Regions from separate parts of the Hordeum vulgare genome. Here region 2 is linked to region 1. The links are chromatin contacts, called in public Hi-C maps. All regions are on one chromosome and are shown on one strand. The core of a region is the stretch at or near the end of the contact, and the rest is flanking DNA. Distances in the headings are between cores, read along the strand shown.

Region 1 (7,825 bases), core at 3,817-6,316:
AAGACCGCCGAATTTTGCTGCTGCGCCGTGTGAAACAGGGCGCGGATCTGCTCTATCCCTCTACCAGCCTCTGAATCAGTCGGTTGGAGGGAATCGGCTATCTTGGCAGCGGCAACCAAGTTGAGGACGGGTGTGCGGAACACCTCAACGTTGCTCTCGCGAGTACGCCGACTGGCAGAACGGCGGTGTTGACGACGAGCGCCGGATGATTCGCCGACCTCATGCTCGTTCCGACCTGTTCGGAGGGGACTTTCATGGCAATCAGCCATGTGAACTTCGGCTGCAGGCCCGCGACCCAAGTACTCGGAAGGTAACTCAGTCGGAACTGAGTCCAAGCACTGGGACGGCGGTGCGACCACAACCGACTCGAGGACCGCCACTTGAGAGGACGCTTTCTGTCGCGCCTCGGCGTGTCGCACCAAATGCTGGAGCCGCGGACGGCGGGACCGCTTGTTGCGGCGCGTGACGGGGGCGAAGATCGACACCGGGGCCGATTGCTGGAGAAGAAGGACGCCGCGGGCACCGGCACGGAAGTGCGTAGCCCCGCAACTGGGGAGCGCCTCGACGTCGAGAGGCGCATCCCAAAGCCATGCCGAATCGTCGACGATGAAGGAGAGTGCGCCGAAGAGGATCTTACGACCCATGCACAAATCTCCGCCGGACAACATGATGAAAAGATGAAGTTGCAAACTCGCCGGAAGTCGCTTGGACGCCTGCCCCACGGTGGGTGCCAACTGTCGTGGGTATAAGTCTGACAGTAGATGTGTAGGGTACGAAAGGATGGGCAGAGCCTTAGCTACGGCGAGGTTGTATGAGTTCAGGCCCCTCTACGGTGGAGGTAAAAGCCCTACATCTCAGTGCTCTTGGGAGCTTAGTGTCGAGTGGAATATAGGATTACAGTAAATGTCAACCCCTGCACCAGTGGGGAAGAGCGGCTTATATAGAGTGTGATGCCCTTCACAACGGCCCGGTGGACAGGGGTGGAATAGTGGCGAATAAATGCCTACGTTACAGGTAACGTATGCCTTAAATGCTAATAATGGTGTGAAAACGTATGATCGTTGCCCTCTTGGGAGGTTACGATGTACAGAGTGGGATTCAGTCGGTACGTTAAATACGCTCCGAATGCTCGTCACCGACTGGATGATGGGGGAGTCCTTAGTTCAGTCGGAACTGTCTAAGGGCCTTGTCCTTTATGACGGGTAGTCCTTGGGTAGGACCTATAGGGCAGGCCTATGACCCTACCCTGGGACTATAACCCCATCACAACATGAATGTTGTTTGACAAATAGTATAAGACATAAGAATTTATTTGTAAAAATAATTTCTTGAAATGAAGCACTACAACACAAGTTATAGCGAATTGAAGTATGACTAGAATTTGCATTCAGAAGGTCAAAAGAAGTTGAACTGAAGTACGATGGTTATGTACAAAAATATATGATATGAGTATTTAGGGGTAAAAGGAATCAATTGAAAAGGTGTTACGATTTGCAAGATAAGATCAAATGAATGTTCGAATACAAATTTGAATCGCTCAAATTTGTAAGGTTCAAGGGTCGAAACTAATGATGCTACTGGATATAGGAGATCAATATGAACATGTAGAAAAAAGAATTACTAGATTTGAAATAGCGGATCAAAAGATACAAATACTTTAATATAACATTGAATTAGCTTAGAACGATGTGAACACTTTTGGGCACTAATAGATAAATATGATTTGATCAAAATTATAAGTTGATAAGTTAAAACTAATGATACAAACGGGAAGATTACTTTGAGACGAATCCGACGCAATTGGATTCATCTAAAACGGAGCTACGGATAAAAAGATATGATCAAAAGAAGTTTGAATATGAATCTGAACAAATTTCGAAATTTAAAAATTTCAAAAATTTGATATGATAGGTTCACTGGATAGGTGGGATCAAGACGAAACTCTAGACGTTGGTTTCATCTAATTCGGATAAACGAGTAAAAAGTTATGGCTATTAAAAAATCAGGGTCAAGCTGTTTTACGGAAGAAAAGTGCTATGTCTAAAAGAATTCGAGGACCTATGTGTAAATACAGAGACTTATTGATAAATCTAATTACTCTACCGTATACTAGTGTAGGAATATTAGTCTAGAAATAATAAACTACGGGAGTATAAAAAATACAAAGAGAAATACCTTACAATGGAGAGTAAGAATTAATTCCAATGAGGAGACGACTTCAAGAAATCCCGCCGAAGAGAAGAGAAATTTTTTATTTAATAAACCTAGTCAAACCAAAAGATTGATTTAACCCAAAATAGATGATTTTTTTAGATGCTCCTATGGGTCTATATTTATAGGTGGAAAGAAGGTCTAAAGGTTAATAGCTAGGCAATGTGAGACTAAACATATACGTAAAGAGAAGAAAAGAAGGGAGAGAAGTCGCATGGGCCAAAAGGAATCAGCCAGCCGCATCAGCCCAAATCGGTGAGGCTTGTTTTTTTTATTTCGGATGAACAGTGTTTCCTCGTGAATAGTGCTTTTTTTTATTTTTGAAAATAAACAGCGAAAAAAATATTAGCAAAATTAAGAGTATATTTTATATAGGCATATTATATATCAAAATTTTCAGAATAAAATTTTCTACAACATGAACATATTTTCAAGACAAAATAAAATTATTTTTAAAAAAATATTTTTTTGCAATAACTTTAAAATGAAAAGGAATTGCATTTTCAAATAAATTGCAAATACTTAAAATTTGAATCAAGACATTGTCCCAGATTTTGGAGTGTCAGTTTTCCTCCTCTCATTTGATTTTTTTATCACAGGGTTTTGAAAATATTCAAACTCAAAATTGAAAGGGATTCAAAATAGAAAATTTTGGGAAAGTCATTTTATTCCCTCTCATTCAAAAGTTTCAAATCTCGCTCAATTTCAAACAATCAATCACACATCATTCAAACAAAAAAATCCAAATTATTTATATGTTATAACATTCCAAAATATATAATTTTGGGATGTTACACACAAAGACTGAAATTGATATTGGAAACAGGCAAGTAGGAGTTTCTACCTCGTATTTCTCCTTGAGTGCATGAATCTTATTGGCTTCAGTTTCCTGGTTTTCAAATAGCCGGGTGAAGTATTGCTCGTGGATCTCTTCAATACTCAACAGAGACATATTCGGGACCTCCAATTGGCCTTTCCTACTTTCCAAATTCACTATTTCTTCCTTAGCCACAATCTTAGCAAGAGAGGTGGAAGCAACAGGAACGTGAAATTGTTCCTTTATAAAAACAACATCTGGAGTTTTTTGGTCAGCTGGTGTAATAGGATCATCCACATGAGTCGCCGGACTAGGATCTCGAGCCGGACTTGGTGGATGAACATGAGGAGCAACTGAGGGACTTATAATCTTTGCTGGTTGTCCATTAAAATCGGCTCATCCATTTGTGACGTCCCGACAATGGCTCCCAGATCGATCGCAACATCTGGAATGTTTTCTTTAGGAGTGTCAACTTGTGCGGCTGTGTTGTCCGTTTGAGAGTTCAAAATATATTGGTTCTCAATGCAGGTCTGCAAAGCGAGAGATAGTTGGAGACAAGCCCTTCTCACCTGCACCATGTGAAGGAGTATATGGGCCCTAGCGCCTGAGGAATTGGTCGAGAAAATTAGTGAAAATCAACAAGATGACCCGAAGGAGTGGCTCTTTGCTCTACATAAAATTCTTAAGGCTGATGACTTTGTCTGCTTGGTGGTTACCACCTCGGCAATTTGGGGTGCTAGACAAAAGTTAATATGTGAGAACAAATTCTAGTCTTCACACGTGACGCATGGATTCATAACTTGTTTTTTGTCGGAACTGGAGGTCAGCCACAACAAGCCTCCGACGCCGGTGGCCCATACTGCTCCTAAACCCTCTCAATGGTTGCCCCGGTAGGAGCGGTGCGCTAAACTCAATGTTGACGCTGCGGTGTCGACTAGGGGCAGGTTTGGATCTATTGCTGCTCTGTGTCGGGATCGCGAAGGCAACTTCCTGGGTGCGTCGGCTCGGTCGTTCAAGTATATCACAGATCCTCCAACTTTAGAAGCAATGGGGATGAGAGAAGCCTTGGCGCTCTCAGACGACCTATATGTACAACGTTGCTTCAGACTGCAAGCTCGTGGTTGACGATCTTCGGAAAGGAAGCTCTGTTGTTTACGGAGCAGTGTTACATGAAATTAAAGATCATTCTTTGAATTTTCAGTTTTGTAATTTTGTTCATGAGTTTAGGAGCTCCAATGAGGAAGCTTACAACCTAGCGAAACATGCTCTCTCTCGGTGATGGCCGCCATGTGTGGTTAGGCCAACCGGGAGACCTTTCTTTCGTCCTTGTAAACATTGTGACGGTTTAATAAAGTTTCGTCAAGTTGCCTAAAAAAGCGAATATATCATCCAACCATTTCAATCCAACTATGTGTATTGCTTCTATAATAAGCACTCAACATGTTTAGCATTTAGTTAATATTATACAAAATATCAACATCTACATTGTCCATGTAATTAACACGTAATTAATATTCTTATTTCCCACTCCATTGTAGTAAATGATTTGACTATTATTTAAGGAATAAAATCTTGTTGATAAAAAAAATCTTAATTAATATCCTACTTAATATTAGCATTCAATTAATTTACTCCCGTGAATGGTTGGATGGTTGTAGGTATAATGGTATTCCTGGTCCACCAAAGTCTAAGTTTTCCTCATATTATTGTTGGATTTATTTTAACTCGGTCTTTTGAAAGTGCTCGTATAAAAATAAAATATGTGTATATACGTAATGTATGTTCATAGTGATGTGCACTGCTTGCTCCTCGTTAAGAAAATAATTTTCTCGATATCAACGTAAGAGCGACTATCTGCATGCCGCGCGGCCGTTCAGCACAGCAGCAACGGTCTACGGTTTTCCAGGAAACGGCCGGGAACACGGGCCCTGGAGCAGTACCAATATCCGCGTTCAGTTCGGGTTTGAGTGGTTATCTCACGGCCCATTACCCTCCCAACACCCCGATTGTTATCGCTATATAATCCAGCAAGGCCAATAGGCCATCCAGCAACGTGCGGAAAACATCCAGAATTCCAGATCCCGATCAAGCGCACTACACTACACTCCCCTCATCATCATCAAGAAACAAAACAAACAGTGCGCGCTCCACTCCCCATCGCGCAACCCGGCGACGAACGGCCGCGCCCATCGAGCGCACCGCCGGCGCCCTCCCCTGCACTCCGCTCTGCGTCTTGTTGCCGGTAAGCTCCTCCTATTCCCCCCCCCCCACCCCCCACCCCCCAACCCGGCGACGAACGGCCGCGCCCATCGAGCGCACCGCCGGCGCCCTCCCCTGCACTCCGCTCTGCGTCTTGTTGCCGGTAAGCTCCTCCTATTCCCCCCCCCCCCCCCCTTTCCCTCTCCGGCATGGCATATTGGCATTCCCTTTTGTGGTAGAGGTTGGTGTGGTTGAGGCCAGAGGGGCTTGGTAATTAGCAGGGGCAGGAGAGGAGTTGTTAGTTTAGTTCCTGGCTAATGGCTGTGGGGGGAGGAATTGTGGGTGTGTGGATCGAGTGCTCTTCGTCGGGTTTCTGCCTCCCTGGCCTTACTGTTGTGGGAATTTTCTCGTCTCCCTGACCCTCTGACGAAGCAAGTTCTTGCGGTGTGCAACGATTCATCCCTGCAAAACAGATCTCTACAGTACATTGTTGATTGTTCCATATGTAGAGAAATGAAGAAAATATGTAGAACTCGAAGGCGAGTTACCTCTCAAGTTTCTCGATGAGAGGAACGTACATTACCTGCCTGTCAGGAGCATGCCTGGTTGGCTGGTTCGTGACGTTCGTCAGTCAGGAGTCGGGATCTGCATTCTTGCACCTTACATCACATCTTTGTCAATCTTCTGTTCGGTATCTCCTGCTTCTTCTTCTTGAATCCGATCCTTACATGATAAAAGAACCTTTTCTCCTTTTCTGCAATTATGACTTGCCAAGTTGTCATGAGCTTTCAGAGTTTTGCTTTATATTTTTAAGAATAATGCGGAGCAAAAACTGCTGCAGCTTAATTAGAAGTTAGAACAATGCAGCTTTTGCCCCAGCAGAGATTTTAAACGCCTATGCATTACTACTCGCATCCTTACAAACGACGCTGTTAAATCCGACCTGAGCTGAATTCTCACCATTTCGAGATTACTGCCAGATTTTATAGCGGGGACAACCTTTTTTTGGATTGTTGTACCAGAAATAGGTTAAATCGTTTGAGACGCTGTCACTGTCATCAGCTGCAACCACGGGTACTACACTACTACACAGAGCCATGAATACAACATTCTCTGACAGCCTAACGTGTGAGCACATGTGCTGATGTCTGAATTATTTAGTTGTAATTATTCTTTATGATGTTGTGCTAGCAATCTCAATTGATCTACTTGGCCAGCATTTTCATGCATGCTCGAGTAGCCAACTAACCAGACCTCTTCTCTGCCCTTTGCAACGTGCAAACCAGTAAACCACTCTGCTATTAGTAGTGCTGTGCAACGTCCCCGTGCGACAAGCCAATGATGGCCAGAGCTGCACTTCTTCCTGTTGCGTTGCTGCTGTGCCTTGCACTGGCTGGCAGCGCCAATGCTGCACGGAAGTCAGCGGTCGGATTCTATGAACTCAAGAACAAGAAGGGGGATTTCTCCATCAAGGTCACCAACTGGGGCGCTGCCCTCGTCTCTGCCATTGTGCCTGATAGCAAAGGTATGGTTACCTTTCTCTTGCTTCCAAGGGCCTGTATGCATGTTTGCGTCTTGTTGCTCAAGAGGTGAAACCTTTCTTTTATGTAGGGCACTTGGCTGATGTTGTCCTTGGGTATGACACTGCTGCTGAATATATGGTAAGATCACGAGTTCCTCCGTTTTCACTGTTTGAGTACACATTGTTCTACTCTTTCTGCTTCTCTGTTTATTGGATGATGGTATGGAACACACACAAACGCACACGCTGCTTCATGAGAAAAAAAGTATTACGGAGGCGAAAAAGTAGGTGGAAAGTTGCTCCTGGCCGTAATATATGTTGAAATATGCAATGCAGCTTTAATTATGTATCTATGTTACATGAATGATTCAAAGGTCAAACACACCTAAATTCAAAATCGCTGTGTGTTTGTGTGCTGGTCTCTTCATCAGCGTGGCTCTGCTTCATTCGGAGCGACGGTTGGGCGTGTAGCCAACAGAATCGCCAATGCCCGCTTTGTTCTTGATGGGAAAACCTATCACCTCCTCCGTAACGATGGAAACAACACGATTCACGGTATGCTTGATACTTCACTTCAATGTATTTTTGTAAATCCAATGCATAATGATATGGTAAGATTGATAAATTTGATCCCATCATCTTCTTGTTGCTTGTTTAGGAGGCCCCAAGGGGTTCGGCAAGGTCATTTGGACGGTGAAGGACCATGTGAGCCATGGTGACTCCCCATACATCACCTTCTACTACCACAGCTTGGACGGAGAACAAGGTAACTAAAACTAAGTAAAATTGCCAACTTTTGGCTCGTTGATTAGTCGTATGACACCATGGTATAGAATTCGGTGGATCCAAGAAGTCAAGTTTGAAAAGGCCTCCCAAATGCGCTGAAAAACGCATCCCATATGGTTTAGGCATCTCATAGTGAACACCCTCTACTGATAAGGGGGCCCTATTCCCAAGCGGCTCCTGGCTAAAAGCGTTTGGGTTGTGTATGCAGCACAGAAACTTGAACATAAGCTTATACATTCAGAATTTTCCCACAGAACATTAACATGTCCCAGTTGATCTTCATATCCCAG
Region 2 (7,825 bases), core at 3,929-6,428, 510 kb after region 1:
ATGGTCATTGTTGCATGCATCCAACCATGCGGCGGCTCTCCCTAGTCCACTCCTTTTTTTCACCTGGTTTACATTGAACTGCCAATCAATTGTGCATATTTCCTCCATAGGTTCTTGAAGCCAGTAGTTATCAAGCATGCAGATCTCTAGAAAAAGTCCACTAGTCGAGATCTCCTCACTTCATAGGTGCATATTCTTTTCACGGGTTCTCGAAGCCAGTAGTCATCAAGCATGCAAATCTCTAGAAAAAGTCCACTAGTTGAGATCTCCTCACTTCATAGATAATGAATGATCCTAGTTGATATAAGTGCCCATCCATTCTACTACGTGTGATTCACTCGGTTGAGTGTCCGCATCTTCTGAGCCATCGTCTTCTTCCTACGTGCTAACCCAATGGCTAGGGCTCTAGTGTTTCTCGTTCTCTTGTGCCTTGTGGCCTCTGCGCTGGTTTGTGGTGGCGAAGCGAGGAAGATGGTTGGTGTGTACGTGCTCAAGAAAGGGGATTTTTCCGTGAAGGTCACCAACTGGGGCGCGACTATCATGTCGATCATCCTACCCGACGGCAAAGGTATGATGATCACACGATGTTCCTCCCTTTTTAAATAATATAAAATCAGAAATTATTCTTTTGTTAGTACCCCGAAATCATGCATCCTCTTAGGGTGTCACATGTTTTTTAAGGGTTAAGTCATATCAAACTAAACTTTTGTTGTTGATGTCCATGAATATACTCGTAGATGAAATCCATTTCCATGCTCAAATTCGATGATCTTGCCTATTGGTTTTTTATCAATGTAACAAATACCATTTTAAATGAAAAATAAGCAAAATACTTTTTTGCAAGAACCTGGGGAAGTTAGATTTCACAATTATATATTTCCTTTTTAATACACAATAATATGTTCTGTATTCCCCATTCATACATAGATGATTTGTAGGCACTAAAACGATCTCTAATGTGTATTTTCACTCTTAGTTTCATAGGCTCGTGTTAATTTCTTGCACCTCTCTTTCACGTGCCCACTATTCATAGAACTTAACAAAGTTCGATTATGCATATTAGAAAGTAATCTACTTACAAAAGGAAGGGTTGTGTGATAAACTTTGACGGCCCACATAACAGAAAGGTTTTTGTTCTCTTTGTAAAGAATTGTATTTCATGCCGACCCATAAATAATCAGATTACCAACCCTGTGTTTGCCTCATGCACAAATTAAAACACCGTAACTATACACATGGGGGTTTGGGTATCCAAACCCATGAGTATATTCATCAAAAGAAAAAAAGAACTCATGAGTAAAATTGCCATGTTTAATAGCTTCCTTCATTTGTTGTGAGCTTGTTTTTGTGCGTGAGGCTTGATATGCGGAAATGATTTTGTAGGGAATTTGGCCGATGTTGTCCTGGGTAAAGACACCCTCGCTGAATATGTTGTAAGATCTCCGAAGTCCCAATCCCATCTTCTCCAACTGAAAAAAAAGAACATGTTTCTTGCATTCATCTATTTAAACTGTGTGCAATTGTTTTTTTTTTACAGTCGGTTCATATGTAGGTTTGCTCTTATATATCTGCCCCGGTGTTCGTTTTGCATCTTTCCTTTACGGCGCATGGCACGAATAACCGAAATGCAAACATGTGTGCAAATAGACCAGTGCGCCAAAGATTGCTGGCCGATGGCATGAATGAACAATTCACAGACACACACACACACAAAAAAGAAAAAGATGGCATGAATGAAAAGGACATGAAATCTTTCTTCACCCTAGCAATGACCGGAGAAACTACTGGCATTATGACAATTCCAATTTGTTTCCTCTGAATATTTGCTCTTGCGAACCAGAACGATACCGCCTACTTCGGGCCGCTGAGCGGGCGTGTGGCGCAACGAATGGCCAGAGGCCGGTTCGTCCTCGACGGCAAAGTATACCACACGTACATCAACGACGGCAGGAACGCCATCCATGGTATGCATATTGTTCGATTTTGTCAAAGAGCTACCCGCCATAACACGCGGTGATCAATTTTCTGTTGTTACAGGCGGCCACAGGGGTTTCAGCAAAGTCATATGGACGGTGAAGGAGTACGTCGCCGGCGGCGACTCCCCGTATATCACGCTGTACTACCGCAGCTTCGACGGGGAGCAAGGTAAACAAAACGATACGACCCAACAATTCTTTATACCATTCAAAAAGTTGCCATGTCGTTGATCAATCATGCATGCATGCTTGCAACCAATTACGTACGTACGAATCAGGATTCCCCGGAGACCTGGACGTGTACGCGACGTACCAGGTGTCGAGCCCGTACGCGCTGAGCATCCTCACGAACGCGACGGACGCTCCAGCTCTCGGCGTCCCGGTACACCCCGATGGACGAGGAGCTCCTCCCGTCGTCGGGCCGCGTCGACCCCGTGGCCGGCACCAGCTACGACTTCCGGACGCCGACGCCCATCGGCGCGCGCATCCGGCAGGTCATGGGCGGCAAGGGCGTCCGCGGGTACGACATCAACTACGTGATCGACGGGGACGGCATGCGGAAGGTGGCGGCGGTCCGGGACGGCGCCTCCGGGCGCGCGCTGCAGCTCTGGGCCAACCAGCCGGCCATGCAGCTCTACACCGGCAACGGGCTGAACGGCACCAAAGGGAAGGGCGGTGTCGTGTACCGGCAATACGGCGGGTTTTGCCTTGAGACGCAGGCGTATCCGGACGCCGTGAACCACCCCGAGTTCCCGTCGGTGACGGTGAGGCCCGGCCAGGTGTACAAGCACGACATGCTCCTCAAGTTCTCCTTCTAACTTCTAACTTTATCCGGTCGGCTCCATTCCCATCGAGAAAAAATAAATAAAAATTAGGCGTGCATGTTGCGTTAGGTTTGGGCCAGGCCATCGTGTATTTGCTAAAAAGCAATGAACGGGCCCAACTAACTTGTGTAGGCAAAAAGTTGACTCTGGGGATCACGTTACGCTACACTCCGGGTCACAGAACGCGACGACCCGCATTGCTGTCACAGATTTGGCACCGCGCAGCCAGTGTGCGCGAGCGGCCAAGAACCGAAAGCGGGAGGAAGCCATAGTGACGCGGCACACGCCACAGCCTCGGCCACGAGGCTCACGCGCGGATCAGGTGAGGTGACACGGCGACCCACCTGCGTGCATGTACGTACGTTTCCAGAGGGTGAGGACGCAAAGGCAAAACCCCAGCACGCATGAAACGGTGCCATGGCTACAACATCGGATGCGTGCGCTGCTCACAACGGAAAACGCTTTCGGCATTTGCGACAAAATATATGTGGACATAACGTCGATCGCTAGCTTTAAGCAAATTAATTACGGATATATTTTTGTTAATCTCGGTCACGGCACGTTGTTAAGCATGAACTTGAGCAAGGACACGCAAGAGGGTTGTGTGTATTTTGCATTCGGATATATAGGTGATGGTACTGCGTTTTCGGTTATCTGCAGCGTGAGGTGAGCGAAATGCTAGCGTCTTTTCTTGTTTTTAGATAGTGTGGCTTTTCTTTTCGAACACCGGATTATTTCAGACTCTCCATCACCTGATGGACACGGTCATTGAAGAGTGTGGGTTGAAGATTGAATTTTGATACACAAGCTTTCAAATGTGAAATATTTAGGAAACTACCTATTTTTTCATGAAATATTCCATCATTCGATGAATAGACCGCGTCAACGACAGAAGATGAGAAACATACAGTTTCGTTGTTGACGTGCATTTAAACGAACAAAATCTAGAGCATTAAACGAAATGGTTGGTTCATTCGATGGATCACGAAATAGGAATACAGGTCCCTCTTAGGCTCACAAACAAACAAACACACAATTATTCATGGTTCAGCATGATCAGATGGGCAGGACGCTACTACGACGGGGGCAGTTACTATAACTTCTTGAAGCGACCGGATTGCTCATGCTGACTCACTTCCTAGCCGGAGCCATAGTGGTCTGGGGATGCTCCTTCCCGTTGGAGGGGGCTGTTGGAGGCGTTGCGGTGGTCGGGGCCTTGCCCTCCTGCTCCGGTCCCAATAGTGGCACGTCAATTTTGTAAAAGGAACCCTACAACATATATTTTTTGAACATAATTTGTGAATGCTTTTTACTTGTACTACTAGATAGAGTGGTGCTAAGATAACATGGGAGTAATTTAAAGTAGAACAAAGAAATGAGCGGTGCTACTACTTCTACCTCGGTGAAAATCTTGAAAGCCTCTTCAGGGGACTTGGTTTTCAGCACGTACAGAGCTTCCTCCTGCATGCAGTGAAACAAGTCAAACTGTTGTAATTGCACCAGGAAATTGAGACCGCGAGTTAATTCATACAGGTGCGGCGGCGGTAGTAGTAAGAAAATTGCTCCCCAAATATGTGAGTGGTAAATCATCTGGCTTTTACCCGTAAAAAATATTCATCTGGCTTTTCCGTGTAGTTTACGTCTATATGATGTATTCCTAATATTTTTAGTTGATGTAACTGCTCTAGTTAGTACTCAATTAATATATTCAGATTGAAGCTTTGAATCGCGGATCAAAATTCTCCGGTGAGGCATATGCATCTCAAAATCCTACTCAGAACTTCATGTCCGATCTATTTTCGCCATATATGAGGCATACTATGTATTAGTGCTAGACTGGATAACACAAACTAGATAACGCAAGCAGTATCTATGAACATACGAGCAAAATAACAAGATCCAAGTGTGAATCCATGAAACCAATTGTAACCTGCCTACAAAATTAAGAAAAGAGTAACCTTCATGATTTCCTTTTGCTAGAATTGTATGGATCCATGACTACAATCATAACACAAAAATGCAGACAATTACTACAAAACATTCAAACGGAGAAAAGCGCGCGAAACCGTGATTTCAAAAAAGCGCGCGAAAGTCGACACGATTCAAGAACCATATATAGCTGAGTATTGAAATTGAGCATAGGTTTAATACATACCCTGGCGCGCGCCATTTGCTCGCTGCTGAGGGTCGGGGCCTCTAGAAGGTCATCATCATCCTGGACATAGAAATTGTCGTCATCGTCGTCGAAGGAGTACTCCTGCCTCTTGATTGAGCCCATCCTCTTCGGATCGTTTGGAAAAGTTTTGGAGAAGATGGAAAGGGGATAGCTAGGGAGTGAGAGCACACAATGCAGGGACAGTGGGGGAGGATGGGGGGTCCTTTTGTAGGCGGCCGGAGGCGAGTGAGACGGTGGGGAGGAGATCATACGTGCATCGTCACAAGTGACACGTATCGGGCGGCTCTCTCCTGTATCAATTCCAGTTCATTGCAGTTTGTAATCTCCCTGCCGCGTCCGGCCAGGCGTCACACATTTGGGGATGGTTGAATGCCAGGCCGGAGTGCATGATAATTTGGTGAGGCGTAAATGCTAGCTTGCTTTGGAAGTTTGTTTTGACCCGGGTTAAACACAAGCTAATGCGGACGTGAAGATTATTGGAGGGGTTCGGTCGGTCCCTTCTGTCTCGGTGCTGTCACGTACGTACTACTACTACGTACATAGTCCAAAATAAGAAGTTCAATTCAGATGTACGTGCAGCAAACATGAGTGTAAAATAAAATAGTGGTGGCAACGCAGTTAATGGACATCCGAATGATACATTTCCAGTTAATCAATGTCACGACATACACTTAATCATCATTTACCAAAGTAAAGAAGAGAAGGGAAATGAAGGTGGTAACGGAACAAGGGAGGTTGGCTCATCTTGCAAGTATCGGTCATCACACTTTCCGTACACACAATACGTTACCTCGATCGGTATCTCATGTACGTACAGGGCGAAGGCGTTGCATGCATGCATGCATGCATGCGGTTCGACGAGGAATGATGGACGCGCGCGCGGTTAATTAGACCTTGAAGCCGAGGTAGTTTGGCGTGCCGGTGAACTTGAGCCATGTGGCGCCGTCGATGAAGGGCCCTGCGGTGAACTGCTCGGCCTCCTGCCTGGCGATGACTCGGAAGCCCGGCCAGGTGACCCTCTTGCTGGTGCCGGCGCCGGGGCCGCGGTTGCCGTACTCGGCGTAGTAGAGCGTCTTGAGCCCGAAGTCGCCGTTCCACGGCATGTACCCCTCGGGCTTGATGAAGTCGGCGATCTGGCTCTCCATGATGACCAGCCGCGAGAACTCCTTCCACGGCCTGCCCAGGTAGGACGGGATTTTGAAGCGGTCCACGAAGAGCTTCTGGTCCGGCACCAGGCGGCAGTTCTGGATGACCAGCCCGGACTTCATGTTGGGGTCCGTGCGCCCGTGCGCGGTCACCGAGTTCTGCTGGTTGTCCATGGGCCGCCGCGTGATGATGAGGCAGTTCTGGAACACGGCCGCCGAGTTGCCGAAGATGAAGTCGATGGTGCCGGAGATGACGCAGTTGCGGAAGAACTGCCGCCGGGCGTGCACGTACAGCGTGTCCTGGAACGCGTCAAACCGGCAGTTGAAGAAGGCCGACAGGTCGCCCTGCACCCTCAGCGCCACCGCCTGGTGTTTCTCCGCGCCCGCCGTGTTGTGGAACCCCATGTTCTTGCAGATGAACCCGGCCGCCTCAATGGCTGCACCATGCACCACACAACATACGTACGTACCTTGTTAATTACTACTACCTGCAATATATATATGCCCTCCGCAACCTAACCTAACCTAACCTAACCAAACCGTACGCATGCATGCATGCATGCATATATAGGAAGGAGTAACTTGCACCAAATACTACAGTAGCTAGGGCTCACAGAAGGTGGCGGTCTTCATGGTGGTGATGCCGTCGGCGAAGCTCTTGCTGCCGGTGACGCGGCTCTGCTTGGGCCCGTCGCCGTACATGAATATGTTCACCTTGTCCTTGGGGACCATGACGATCTCCTCGTAGACCCCAGCCTTGACGTAGATGACGTACCGGCCTTGGTGGCCCTTGGGCATGGAGTTCACGGCGTCCTGGATGGTCTTGAATTTGCCGCTGCCGTCCTTGGCCACCACCGCGTTCGGCTGTGGCAAGCCACCGGAGGCCAGCAGCTTCCTTTCTGGAGCCTTCATCCACGCGGGGTACCTGGACTCCTCCGCGGACAAGAGGCGGCGGCGCGAGTCGGTCTTGAACACGTCGAGGTCGAGCTTCTTGAAGATGGCGCCGAGGCTGTTGGTGATGGCGAGCGCGTTGCTGCTGAGCTCCGTGGCGTTGCGCAGGATGCCCTGCATGTCCGCCTTGAGCTTCTCGTCGGCGAAGCCATCGGCGCAGGTGTCGATAAAGGTCATGACGCCGGTGATCCAGTGCTCGAGGTCGTCAGTGCGGCCAAGGAGCACCTTGATGTCGCCGCCGGCCATCTCGACCATGCCCTTGAGGTCGTCCACGGAGTCCTCCAGGAGCTCCTTGCAGTCCTGGCGCGCGCCCTCCGTCAAGGGGTCGCTCGACTTGGCCTCCCCGATACTGCGGGACCGCTCCACCGCCGACTTGATCGACTCCATCGCCGACTTGGCGACGGTGGCGAACACGTCCTTGGGGTTCTCGGTGCCATTGGAGGCCGAGGTGAGGGTCTTCTCGCACGACTCCTTGTACAGCGTGGGCGCGCACAGAGACTTGACCGACTTGCCGGAGGTGGCAAGGGTGGCCTCACCCGGGACCGTGAAGTTGTCGCCGGCCTTATTACCGGAACTGGTCACGGTGGCGACTACGCCCACCACGACCGCGACGACAAGGATTGCCCCCAGGCCCCCGAGGAGGAAGTTATTTGCCATTTCGGCTGGCGAGAAAGGTTGCTGAGGAACTCAAGGGAAAGCACAATTTATAAGGGAAGGATGCATGCATGGCCGTGGCGAACGAATTCTTGGTAC

The links. A called contact is a pair of places that touch in the nucleus more often than the background predicts.
Region 2: a Hi-C map of seedling shows a contact between it and region 1, with 3 times the contacts expected there. The contact joins the promoter of LOC123430369 here to the promoter of LOC123426899 in region 1. A contact is called at or near these places in 2 of 6 Hi-C or Micro-C datasets (leaf and seedling).

Annotation. Positions count from the first base shown.
Region 1 is chr2H:509,140,865-509,148,689 of MorexV3_pseudomolecules_assembly, forward strand. LOC123426899 (galactose mutarotase-like) reads left to right here and starts at 5,067. Exons shown (of 7, transcript XM_045110805.1): 1 at 5,067-5,390; 2 at 6,256-6,301; 3 at 6,514-6,752; 4 at 6,839-6,888; 5 at 7,181-7,304; 6 at 7,408-7,515. The coding sequence starts at 6,566.
Region 2 is chr2H:509,646,730-509,654,554 of MorexV3_pseudomolecules_assembly, forward strand. LOC123430369 reads right to left here and starts at 5,179. Exons shown (of 3, transcript XM_045114234.1): 1 at 4,956-5,179; 2 at 4,199-4,261; 3 at 3,753-4,069. The coding sequence starts at 5,078. The coding sequence ends at 3,932. LOC123430370 (pectinesterase-like) reads right to left here. Exons shown (of 2, transcript XM_045114235.1): 1 at 6,736-7,825; 2 at 5,601-6,558. The coding sequence starts at 7,729. The coding sequence ends at 5,864. It also overlaps the pseudogene LOC123430368.